2 separate regions of the Mus musculus genome follow, and region 2 is linked to region 1. A link is a contact called in public promoter capture Hi-C data. All regions are on one chromosome and are shown on one strand. The core of a region is the stretch at or near the end of the contact, and the rest is flanking DNA. Distances in the headings are between cores, read along the strand shown. Region 1 holds the start of Tom1l1 (target of myb1-like 1 (chicken)). Region 2 has its middle 580 kb from the start of Kif2b.

Region 1 (5,628 bases), core at 1,120-3,619:
AGACAGAAGAAACAGAGAGACAGAGACAAGGAGACACACAGAGAGTGTGGCACAGTGCATACCTACACACACTCACACACACACACATATTATACATAAGCATGTATTAAAGTTGCTTAGGGAGAATTCTTAAAACTGAAACTGTGTAAGGTTTCCTAGTGTCTACCAATTTATTCATGTATTTAAACGTTATTTTATTTTATATATGATAAGTAGTTTGCCTGCTTGCATTTCTGTGCACCATGTGTGTACCTAGTGCTCCTGTATGCCAGAAGAGAGTGTCATATTCCCTGGAACTGGAGTTGCCTATGGCTGTCAGCTGCCAGGTGGGTGCTGGAAATCAAACCCTGGTCCTCTAGAAGAGCAGCCAGTTCTTTTCATCACTGAGCCACGCCTCCAGCCCAGTGTTAGTTCGATATTTAATCCTTACTGTGTGTTTAGAAGAATCTTTCTTTTCTGACCTCAACTTGGCTGTGACTTCTAACAGCCTTCTCCCAGACCGCAGTGACATTGACTGGGTTGATAATCACGCCTGTGGAAGAACAGGATCATGGAGAAAGTGACAGAGCGTAGAAAGACATGGCTACAGACATCACGACATCCTGAAGGACAGTGGCTGAGAGAGATCAGTCATCAGCCACTGTGCCCAGGACACACTCCTTGCTACTATTCTTCCTGCTCTCCCTCAATCTTGCCATGTAAGGAAATCAGGCAGAGGAAAACCAAAAGCCTAACCACCCTCTCGGTAGAAGCAGGGATAAATGATCTACGGGGATCCTGGGTTCCATCCAACTTCTCTTTCCTGACAGAAAGTCATCATCACTTCAGCTTAGGCAGAACTTGACCTTCTCCTCTCCACCTCCTTTTAAAAAAGATTTATTTATTTTATGTATATGAGTACACTTGTAGCTGTCTTCAGACACACCAGAAGATGGCATCAGATACCATTACAGATGGTTGGGAGCCACCATGTGGTTGCTGGGAATTGAACTCAGGACCTTTGGAAGAGGAGTCAGTGCTCTTAACTGCTAAGCCATCTCTCCAGCCTTTGACTTTCTTCTTAATGTTGCCCCATCACACACGGCAATGAAGGCAAAATGATTTGCTAGGGACAGACAGAGATCAGGCTGCTGAGAGAGCCAAAAGAGGTTTTCAACATCAGCTGTAAAGACTACTTGACTGCCACAGTGGAGAGATCGCACCACATGAAACAGCTAGTGAGCCTGATAGGCATGTCCTATTTCAGGTAGGACTGACCTCATCATAAGAAACACCATCATAACAAAAATGCCGTATTTTACATTGTAGGATCCCGATGTTAACTCACTCATGGAGGAGGACAAACAGGGGGAGGTGGAGGAAGATTCCGGATCAATACAACAAATGATAGCCACTTGGAGCATAATGTAATTGGTTTTGACATCTATGCTAAAATATGGAAGACCAAAAACATGAGTCAGGCCAGGTCCTCCTGCTCTTTCTAGTCACCATTTCGGGGTGGGGGGAATAAACCCACTATTAATGTGAAGCTCAGTCCCAGTTAGCTACAGGAAGCAAAATCTACCAGCAGAGTAGCCCATCGTCTCAGGAGGCATCCTACAGATCAGAAGCATGGGTATCTGATGTTAGCCGTGCCGCGGAAAAGGAAAAAGAAATCTTGGTTCAAATAGAAACAGAGAGGTTTGGTTTCTTAATGTGGATTTACATACCAAACATATTTCCTGCCAGAGCCCCAGGAAAGGCCCCTCTCTCCTTTCACCATAAGGCTGGAAAGCAGGGTTCCTAGGAGATAGAGCTAGAAGCCAAAAGCTTGTGTGGTGGCGCCTCGTGGTCCCTCTTGGAAACGGGTGAAAAACAAAGCCCGGGCTCAAGGGAGGTCTTGGCTCTCCTAGACAGCCCATCCTCCTCCCAGTTCCGTAGATTTAAAGGGTAGGGCGCAAAAATCGGTTCAGGGACCTCCGGAGTGGTGATAGGCGAAGTCTCATTGTTCTGGAGGTGTGTGACTTGAGAGGTCTATGTCCTTGTCTGAATAAACCTTAGCAATAACCCTCGAGTCTGTGTTAGCAACTAATCCCACACTGTCTAGTCTCCAAAGAGAGGGGAGCGGTCTTCAGCCCTGCGGTGGAGATGTTGGAGCTGGACTCTGAGTTCGCAGGCCCGGGGTGCGGAGTCACATCACTCCACCCGGGCTCCCAGCCCACCTAGAGTCACGAGGTGCGGGAAGCGCCAGGAGCACGCGGCAGGTGCGCCAAGTCCCCCGGGTCCCCGCCCTGCTCGCTGCCTGGCGCCTCTCCGCGGCAGCCAAGCGCTGGAGCGGAGAGGAGGAGCCTCGGGCACGGAGCGGGTGGAGTCGGAGGGCGGTGGAGGCGGATTTCCTGGGAGGGCTCTCTGGAGCTACCATGGCGTTTGGGAAGAGTCACCGCGATCCTTACGCTACCTCTGTGGGTCACCTCATAGGTAAGGAGGCGCAGGGAGTAACATCCCGGCTGGCTTGGGGAACCGTGGGAGCTTTGCCGGTTCCACTCCATTCTCGATTGGAGGGTGGGGGGCGAGTTGGACCAAGTCGGAGGAAATGCTACCCTCCCCCGCAGCTTTCCCACGCCACCTGCGTGCCACCTGCGGCCACTTTCCACCTTTCTGAGTTTGGCTCACTCATACCAGAACCTCTCCGAAAAAAATGCAAAGTTCAAAATGCTGGGCGAGTGGAGCAAGCAGGTGGCCCGCAGCACAGCACTGCGTGGAGTATTGGGACCGCTGGGAGGAGAAAGTGGAAACTTCTTGACCCGGGGAAGGTTCTTCATAAAGTGCGTCGTCCACTCTCAGCACCTTATTGTTATACCCATTTTACAGACCAGAAAGAGAGATCTGAGACGCTAATTGACGTGATCTCACCCTGAGAGGCAGGTTTCTCCAAACCAATTTTCTCCAGCGCACAGCCCAAGCGATGTGAGCCGGCCTTTTGCTTAAAGAGGGAGATTGGGAGAGGGGCCGTCTGCAGTCACTGAGGCTCTTAGACCACGCATCACCCTCCAATCCAGCCAGCCTGGTCCTTCCTTATCCCTTGTGTTTGTGTTCTGAATTACAGAGGTGGATGCAGAAGTCACTGACTACATACAATTGGCTTTTTGCCACCTCAGCTCCCTTCTTTACCCTGCCCCCTCCCTTGGGGACAGGGTGTGGCACCAGGGTGTATTAATGACAGGCAAACTGTTGGGAACTTGGTGGGGTGATGAAATCCTATGAACCTGGTAGTTCTAAGACTCAGTCTCAGAAAGTTTAGATTGGAAGTAAGTTAAACTAACTGCTGCGGGGATGGGCCGCACCTTTGAACTTAAACCTGAGTTTCCACATCTTTACAATACTGCAAGAGAGCTGCCCTCTAGGAAAAGCACTGTAACTGCCCATCTCCTTGCTGAATAGTATGTCTTAGAACGAGTTCCGAGCAGAAATGGATCCTCGCTGAAGCTTCGCAGGCAAAAGGCACTTCGGCAATGTCCGATTATCCCTTAGTTTTGAAAACATTTAGAACTACTAGCTGGATGCCTTCGGGAAGGCATAGTCCCATCCCCCAGGGAACTTACCTGGTGATAAGGAGAATGGCCATATTCTGCAGCATCCACTGTTAAGATACCCTTATAATACTGAAAGATACCACGTAGTTTGCAAACAAAACTTTAAAAAAGGGAGAAACGAACTCGGCCACAGCCTTTGAAGTGTGAATAAGAGTTCTCTAGGAATGAGCATGTTGAGAGAAAGAAGTATCCAGATGGAAGAACAATGTGTGCCTAGCGACACGAGCAAGATGGCCCAGCTTTGTCCATTTAGAACCCCATTAAAGCCACACACTATGGTTTGCACCGTACATGGGTATCTTTGTCATAGATGCCAATAAGCAGGCAGACAGTACAGTAATGTTTCTCAACCTGTGGGTTGAGACCCTTTGGGGAAGGGGTTCCAATGACCCTTTCACAGGGATCCCCTAAAACCGTGGGAAAACACTGATATCTACGTTGCAATCTATAACTAGCAAAATTGCAGTTGTGAAGTAGGCAGTGAAAACAATTTTATGGTTGGGGGTCACCATAACATAAGGAAGTGTACTAAAGAGTCAGAGCATTAGGAGGGTTGAGACCCACTGCGTTAGCGGTTTTCTGACCCTGGTCCTGTGTCCTTAATGAAGTCATCTAGAGAAGGAAATGTCAAGGGTGTGAGTATGTAAATCTGCCTGGTGTAAGTTTGATGCCGGAAGCCATCTTGCTCTGTAATTGTGCTAGCTCTGCCTTTTTTTTTTCCTCACACCCCTCCCGATACATACTTTAAAAATATAAATATCGCAAATACCCTTGATTTGAATGCAAGTTCCCCATCATACTTGATGTGTGACCTAGGTTAATCTCCTTACTCTCTCTGAATTTCTCTTTCATCATCTGTAACCATGGGTTAAAAGAGAATAGACTTAGTGATGTGCTGTTCACCTCGTCCGTGTCTGCCCAGTAAGGCACAGATCTCTAGTTCTGGCTTCTGAAAGCCACTGGAGGCTGGAGATTTGTTGCAGGCTTTCGTAGTGGCTCACTCATTGCTGTCGAAACAGCAGCACTCTGGCCTTGGCTTCTGATCGATTCCTGAGTTACTGAGAATTGTTCAGGAGGAGAGAAAAGAAATCACTTTACCCTTTGGTAGCATAAACTTAATGGTACTTGTTCGTGCACCCTGACCCCCAAGCAGATTATTTCAAGGACATGAGGTTCTGTTCTGTTTTGTTTTGTTTTGTTTTTTCTCTCCATTGTGGCTCAGACTCAACACGAGCAATTTTATCTTCACAGAAAAGGCCACTTTTGCTGGAGTTCTGACTGAAGACTGGGGCCAGTTCCTGCACATCTGTGACATAATTAACACCACACAGGACGGGTAAGGTTACCGTGGTATCTGTGCATTTCTGCCTGAAAAGATCCATCAGAACTGCAGCTCGGTTTCCATTGCCAAGGTTTGGGTGTTTTGGTTGACAGACCGCTTACTTCCTGCCTTGTGAGGATGGCAGGCCGACAGTGGGGACAACTTCCTCCTCCAGCATGCAGGGGACCCCAAGAGGTCATTAGAGCTTGTCGCCTTCTTTACCTTTTCTTTACTAATTTAAATTTTGTTGTTGTCTCACTTAAATTCATCATTTTGGAAAAAAAAATCTTTTAAAGAGAGGGATACATTGTTTCTTTCTTTAGAGCTTTCTCCTGCTCTGATTGCCAGTGTTTTATGTAACAGAAACACTATGCAGAAGCAGACTGGAGTGGCTTCCAGGGGTTGTTGTCCAGGCACGTGGTGACCGACCCTCATCTTGATTGTTCGAAACGACTGAGCAATCTTTTCTTTCCTTGTCAGGGGACAAGTATTTATCTGTTATCCTACCAGCGCACCCAAGTTCATACTGTGCTCATACAAGATGTGCTGGGTATTGATATATTATCTAAACTTGAAGCCACTAAATAACAAAAAGAAAAGAAAAACAAAGTCATTCAACAAGCACTGCAACTTTGATTTTAGTCAACTGTAGATTATGATAAAAAGCGAACTTGTACATTTCCCTGAACATTCTTAAAGGATAATTGGTAGAGCCAGATTTTGTCTAGAGTGTGC
Region 2 (5,656 bases), core at 898-3,397, 1.5 Mb before region 1:
TATATTATGTTATTGATAAGCAAGAATATATACATACATATACACATGTGCATATATGTGTGTGTGTGTGTGTGTGTGTGTGTGACAGTTTACATTAAATCACTTTATCATGTTTTATTACACTGCTGTTTTTTCCTTCCTTCCTTCCTTCCTAGAACTCAAAATCTGTTTTAGATATCCTCCATTTTGTAAAAGTCCTGGCACAAAGCCCTCTATGTGACTACTATATAATAAACGTGGAAGGTTTATCCTTGAAAGAATCGCTGAGTATTAGCCTCAAAGTTCCAAGAACAACTTTTTTGTGTGATTCCTGTAATAATTTTATTTGACCTCAAATATCTCTAACTAAGGATAATATCAATATCTAAATGGCTTCAGGATTGGGAAATTTCTCCATGTGCAATGTGAGAATTGCCTAACTTGCTGACTTGAGTTTGGACCCCCTTGGAGCACAGCAAAGCAGTGTAGCAGCTGGAATCCCATTGTTCTTATGGAGACATTGGAGTGAAGCCAAGTTAATCCAGGAGCTCAACAGCCAACCAGAATTGCTTATCCAGCAGGAAAGTAGAATAAGTTCTTTCTCAGACAAGATGGTGACTGAAGATCAGTGTCCAACGCTTCCCTGACCTTCACAGGCACACCAAACCATATGGTCATACTCACACTCACACACAACACCCAGTAATAAAGAAATGGGAATAAACATCACTAGTGACAAGATTATTGACATGAATTTTATCCAATTTTGAACTATGAAAACAGGAAATATTAGAAACACACTTTAAAGATCACATAGCTGGCTAGTCAATGTCCTTCAGCCAGATCAACCTTTTCTTTACCTGTCTGCACTTGGTGGCATTTCAAACATTAACCTTCAGACTTCGCTTTCCTTCTGTCACTTTCTGCTTTCCCTGCTAGGATTAATTTTAATCAGATGGTAATTAAAATAGGCACTGCATAACCGACTCACTTTCCTGTAGGTAATTAAAGCTCTGGAATCATGCATTTACTCCTCCCAACTCAGTTAGGAACAGTGGCACATAATTTGTATTTTTCCTCGCAGCACAATTCTTGTAGTAATGGCTCCAGTTCTAATAAATCTCTTGCAAATAACTTGTCTTGGCTCTGGCTTGAAGACAGCAGGAATTATAAACTGTTCATTTGTTCCTCTTTTCCTTAAAAATGTATAATTCCCAGTTGTATGCTATCGGTTCTAAAAACTGTTTTATTATGAAATAGCAGGGAGCTATGTCTCAGTAGTCAGGTTACTGGCTAAACCCTCGAGCTAAGACCAGTATTTTTATTATTTCCATTCATATTTCTTTCTCTTTCATACTACTGGGCATGATACAAAATATTTTTTTCTTTCTTTTGTTAGATATTTTCTTTATTTACATTTCAAATGTTATCCCCTTTCCTAGTTTCCCCTCTGAAAATCCCCTTTCCCTTCACCCCTTCCCCTGCTCAACAACCCACCCACTCCAGATTCCTGGCCCTGGCATTCCCCCAGTAACATGAAGCAATAATCTTAGAAAACTTTACTATATAGAACACACTCTCATTTTCAATCACTGTATTACCACCATATAGAAAGAGGCCACCTACTTATGCACAGTGAAGTGTGCAGTAAATACAATTGTGAAAAGTGCTTCAATTAAAACTAATCTCAACAAAGACTCTTGAGTAATCACTGAATACATTATCTACGGTATCTCTGGGAATGCACGGATACATAAAAGTTTTAAAAGTAAGTTTCCTCTCAAACAGGGTATCCTACAGGCCACAGCTGCTGATGTATCATCCTGTTTCCAAGCTGGAGTTCTTTGAATGTCACTGGCATCCCCAAGCTGGAAGCGTCAGATGACTTGCCAATGATACGTCCAGCTAACAGCAGCCCACCAAAATCTCTCTTCTTGGGATGGGGTTGCCTCTCAGCCATTGCTGGAGTCTCTGGTGAGCAGCTCTCTCTGCATCTGGTGGTTATGAAATCTCATTTCATTACACTACTAATTTACAGGGAATGAAATTATAAACAAGGTGATTACGGAGCGTAATTTATGGTCCATGTAATTATATAGCTGTCAAAGTAGTGCTGGCAGCTGAATTGTGCAAGAGAGGGCTGCACTTTCGCCTGGTCCACTGAGTTTGTTAATTGTTCACAGCTGAAAATATTTTTTTGTAGTGCAAGATCAGCAACCTTCAGTTTTGGAGAGCCCAGCTAAAGCTGGTTGCAATTACCTGCCCAAATAGGAATGTTGCCTATTGTCTCTGAACATCTTCAGGTGATGGAAATGTATTCCTCAAGCCTTTTGCTCAATGGAAAAGAACATTTTTACCTTTGTGCCCAGAGAACAGGGAACCTTAAGAAAATAAATCAAACAACCCAAGGTAAAGCCACAAATATTTTATCTTCATATCTAAATATCTACCTATTCTATAGACTTACAGTGAGATATGCACAATAAAAGTAATACTGGTAGAAAGATTACTTAATTGTTCTTCAATTGAACTTTGATATATTTTCAATTTCTCTGAAAGAGACCTCTGAACTTTGATTCAGGCACAGCACCTGTTATAGCTAAGGGGTAAACCACACTTGTACATAAGCTGCAACACATGCTGCCCACCCAGCCTTCTCACTACTTCAGCCTGTTGCCAAAAGACATTATGGAGAGCAGAGAAGGGATTAAGCCAATGATTTTGTTTACCCAGTGATAATCCAAATGGTTTCCCCTGTACAATTGCTAATTGCTTTGCTATTTACATGTTATAGATATCACCTGGCTAATAAAGGTATTATTTTAAACAGAGTGAAAAGTGTATAAACAGTTTTGTTCATGTAAATGGAAAATATTTCTTCTATAACTTTGCCAATTTCAATCTGTGCTATTACTGTTGATCATAGGCAGATAGTCCTATTATTTTCTTCAAAAGCTGTTGCCTGTACATGGGATATGCTCTTCTAGCTAGGCTAACTTTTCTGGCCTCAGTAGGAGAGTTACTGACTGGTGTCACAGAGACTCAAAGCGCCAGGGTAGGGGAGATACCGGGGGGGGGGGGGCACACCCACTGAAAAGAGAAGAGGAGGAGGTATGGGGGAAGGATTGTGGAAGGGGATTCAGGGGACAGTGAGTGGGATGTAAAATGAGAAACAAACATATTTAATTATTTATTTATGTTCAATATGTACAGGTTGGGCATATGGCTTCCATGACACATGTGTGGAGTTCAGAGGACAACTTGCAGGAATCCTTTCTCACCTTCTACCTTGTGAGATGGAAACCAAGTGACTAGGCTTGGTCAGGGACTCCCTTCCTGAGCCATCTCACTGGCTCCAGACAAACTGTTCTCTTTACTATTGTTTGTAGCCACTTCCATGATCTAGTCTACATAAAGCTCTTTTGTAATTCCTCTACTTGAAAAATGATAACGAAAAAGATTTATCATCAAAAAGACACAATAGGGCTTGCTGTCTGTAATAAATGAGAAAAAGAATCTAACTCTTCTTTCATTGAAGAGAGTTTTAGTAGATTCTTTTATAAAATTAAGATATCATTTGAAATAAAAGGAATCAAGGGGAGCTTGAAAGCTTGCTCAATGGTTGAGAAACCTTATTGGTCTTCCAGAGAACCCATGTTCAGTTATAAGCAACCACTTGAGGCAGCTCACAATTGACAGTAACTCCAGATCGGAAGGGATTACATCCACATACCTGCACCCAAACATTGAGACATAATTAAAAATAAAATAGATTTAAAAATTGAAGCATGTAAAGTAATACATCAATGTTATAATGTTACATATGAAGTAAATTAACTTACTATAAATAAAAAAGAGACAGCTGGGTGTGGTGGTGCATGCCTTTAATCCCAGCACTTGGGAGGCAGAGGCAGGTGGATTTCTGAGTTCGAGGCCAGCCTGGTCGTAATTACTTACAAATTTTCATTCTTGAGGCTGGGGAGATGGCTCAGTGGGTAAAAGCAAGGATGGGGATAGCGGTCAGATCCCTAGTCCATGAACATTCTTTGATGTAACATGTACCTATAGTCATAGAGCTGAGTCACAGACTAATCCCCATGGGTTGCTGACCAGTGAGCCTAAACTAAATGGTGAACTACAGATCCAGTGAGAGACTTTGTCAAAGCATCAAAGAACACACCAGGCATCATCCTCTGGCCTCCTAATTTGCATTCCTGGGTGCTTTCCCAACCCTTGGACAAAACAGACACAAACGCAAATATATTATTGTTAATAAGTATTTCATTTTTAACAAGCAAAAGCCATTTTCCTTTCCTTTTCTCCATTTTAAAGAAAATGCTTGGCAAACAGCAGGACCTCAGTTTCCCGGGGGAGGGAGGCATCTACTACAATTGACAAGTTTGGTCATGATCAGGACATCCTGCAGACTCATTTGCTTTAATAAAAATCTTTTCCTAGATCAAATGCATTCAGGCAACGGTTTAGGAAAGGTATGAGTACTGATTTCTAAAGTGGATACAGTCAAACCCAGCATCTCTTGTAAGTTAATAAAAATGCACAGTTGGGAATCTATCCAAGGAGTCTTTCTCTTGTCCTTGTGATTTAGGGCTACTGGATATTCAACTTCTGGCACTCAGGGCCAAGGAAAAGTGATATTCAGGCAGTGTGAGTCTTCCTAGTAATGGGAAGCTGGAGAAATGCAGTGCAAATGGAAATTAACTTGCAGAAAAATCACAAAAGTCAAAGAACTTTATTTCTAAGTATGAATCTTTCCATCCTCATAGATCTACCCCACAGGGTAATGCATATTGGCGATGCTTCCTAGCTCAAAATGATACTAGGATCAATTTACAAACTACTCACTTGATAAATCAATTACACAAGGATCTATAAGAAAGTTAGACTCAAGCACAGTGTGTACTGCTTCACGCCTCTGATCATAATTCTTGTCAGGCTGAGGCAGGAGGATTGCTATGAGTCCAAAGCCAGTCTGAGTGTGTATCGACTTCGTATTGATTTGATTCTGAGATTATCTTCTTGATTTTGCTGAATAGAAATCATCAGCATCTCTCTTGTCTTTACTACAAAGGTTTCTTGAGCTTTTAGTAAAAAACAAAACAAATGTTAGTTTCTGCGTAAAAAGCGGCTTCATAATATTATAGAATTTTTTTAAGATTCATATTTTATCAGAATAAATCAAACTCAATAATTCCCAGCATTGTAGCATGCAGGAAGGAAAAAAACAGTTTAGAAGAAGGCACAAGAATCAGAAACATACTAATTTGCACAGTCAAATTCTACATTCTTTTCGGTGTTAAAGAACTTCAATGGGCATACCAAATTCTATCTTTTTTTCACTTCAGAAGCAACCATTCAGTTCTCATTTCACCTTATCCACTCTTTCATAACTGTGCTTAAATTTCCTGCATTTGTGACAAAATTTCAAGTTTTTGTATATCCAATAGCTTTCCTAGCAACCTATCTTATCACTCCAGTTTCCAAACTGTGGGGTAGATTGATGTCGGAATGTCCCCTCCATGCCTTTCTTGTTGCCACGAGAAAACCATGCCCTCAGTTGGGATTTACTTTTACTACTTAAAAGGAAAAATAACTAGAAAGCAAAGGGGATTGAAATCCCTGCACAAGATTTTCCTATTGCGAAGACAATATTTCTCCA

What was found. Promoter capture Hi-C pulls out the DNA fragments that hold promoters and counts their contacts.
Region 2: a contact with region 1 is called in a promoter capture Hi-C map of second pharyngeal arch cranial neural crest. The contact joins the enhancer-like site here to the promoter of Tom1l1 in region 1. A contact is called at or near these places in 10 of 39 promoter capture datasets (the 3T3-L1 cell line, the C10 cell line, cranial neural crest and 5 more) and 2 of 115 datasets of contacts at active chromatin or transcription factors (embryonic forebrain and embryonic stem cells).

The regions. Positions count from the first base shown.
Region 1 is chr11:90,684,342-90,689,969 of GRCm38.p6, reverse strand. Tom1l1 (target of myb1-like 1 (chicken)) reads left to right here and starts at 2,369. Exons shown (of 16, transcript NM_001357543.1): 1 at 2,369-2,457; 2 at 4,824-4,908. The coding sequence starts at 2,400.
Region 2 is chr11:92,153,837-92,159,492 of GRCm38.p6, reverse strand. No RefSeq gene overlaps it. Among named protein-coding and RNA genes, the nearest start is that of Kif2b, 580 kb to the right of the region's middle. Within about 2 kb of position 2,147, at least 2 of the 459 cell types and tissues checked have an H3K27ac peak or open chromatin away from gene starts, as enhancers often do. A contact at or near this core is called in second pharyngeal arch cranial neural crest, where this site is marked.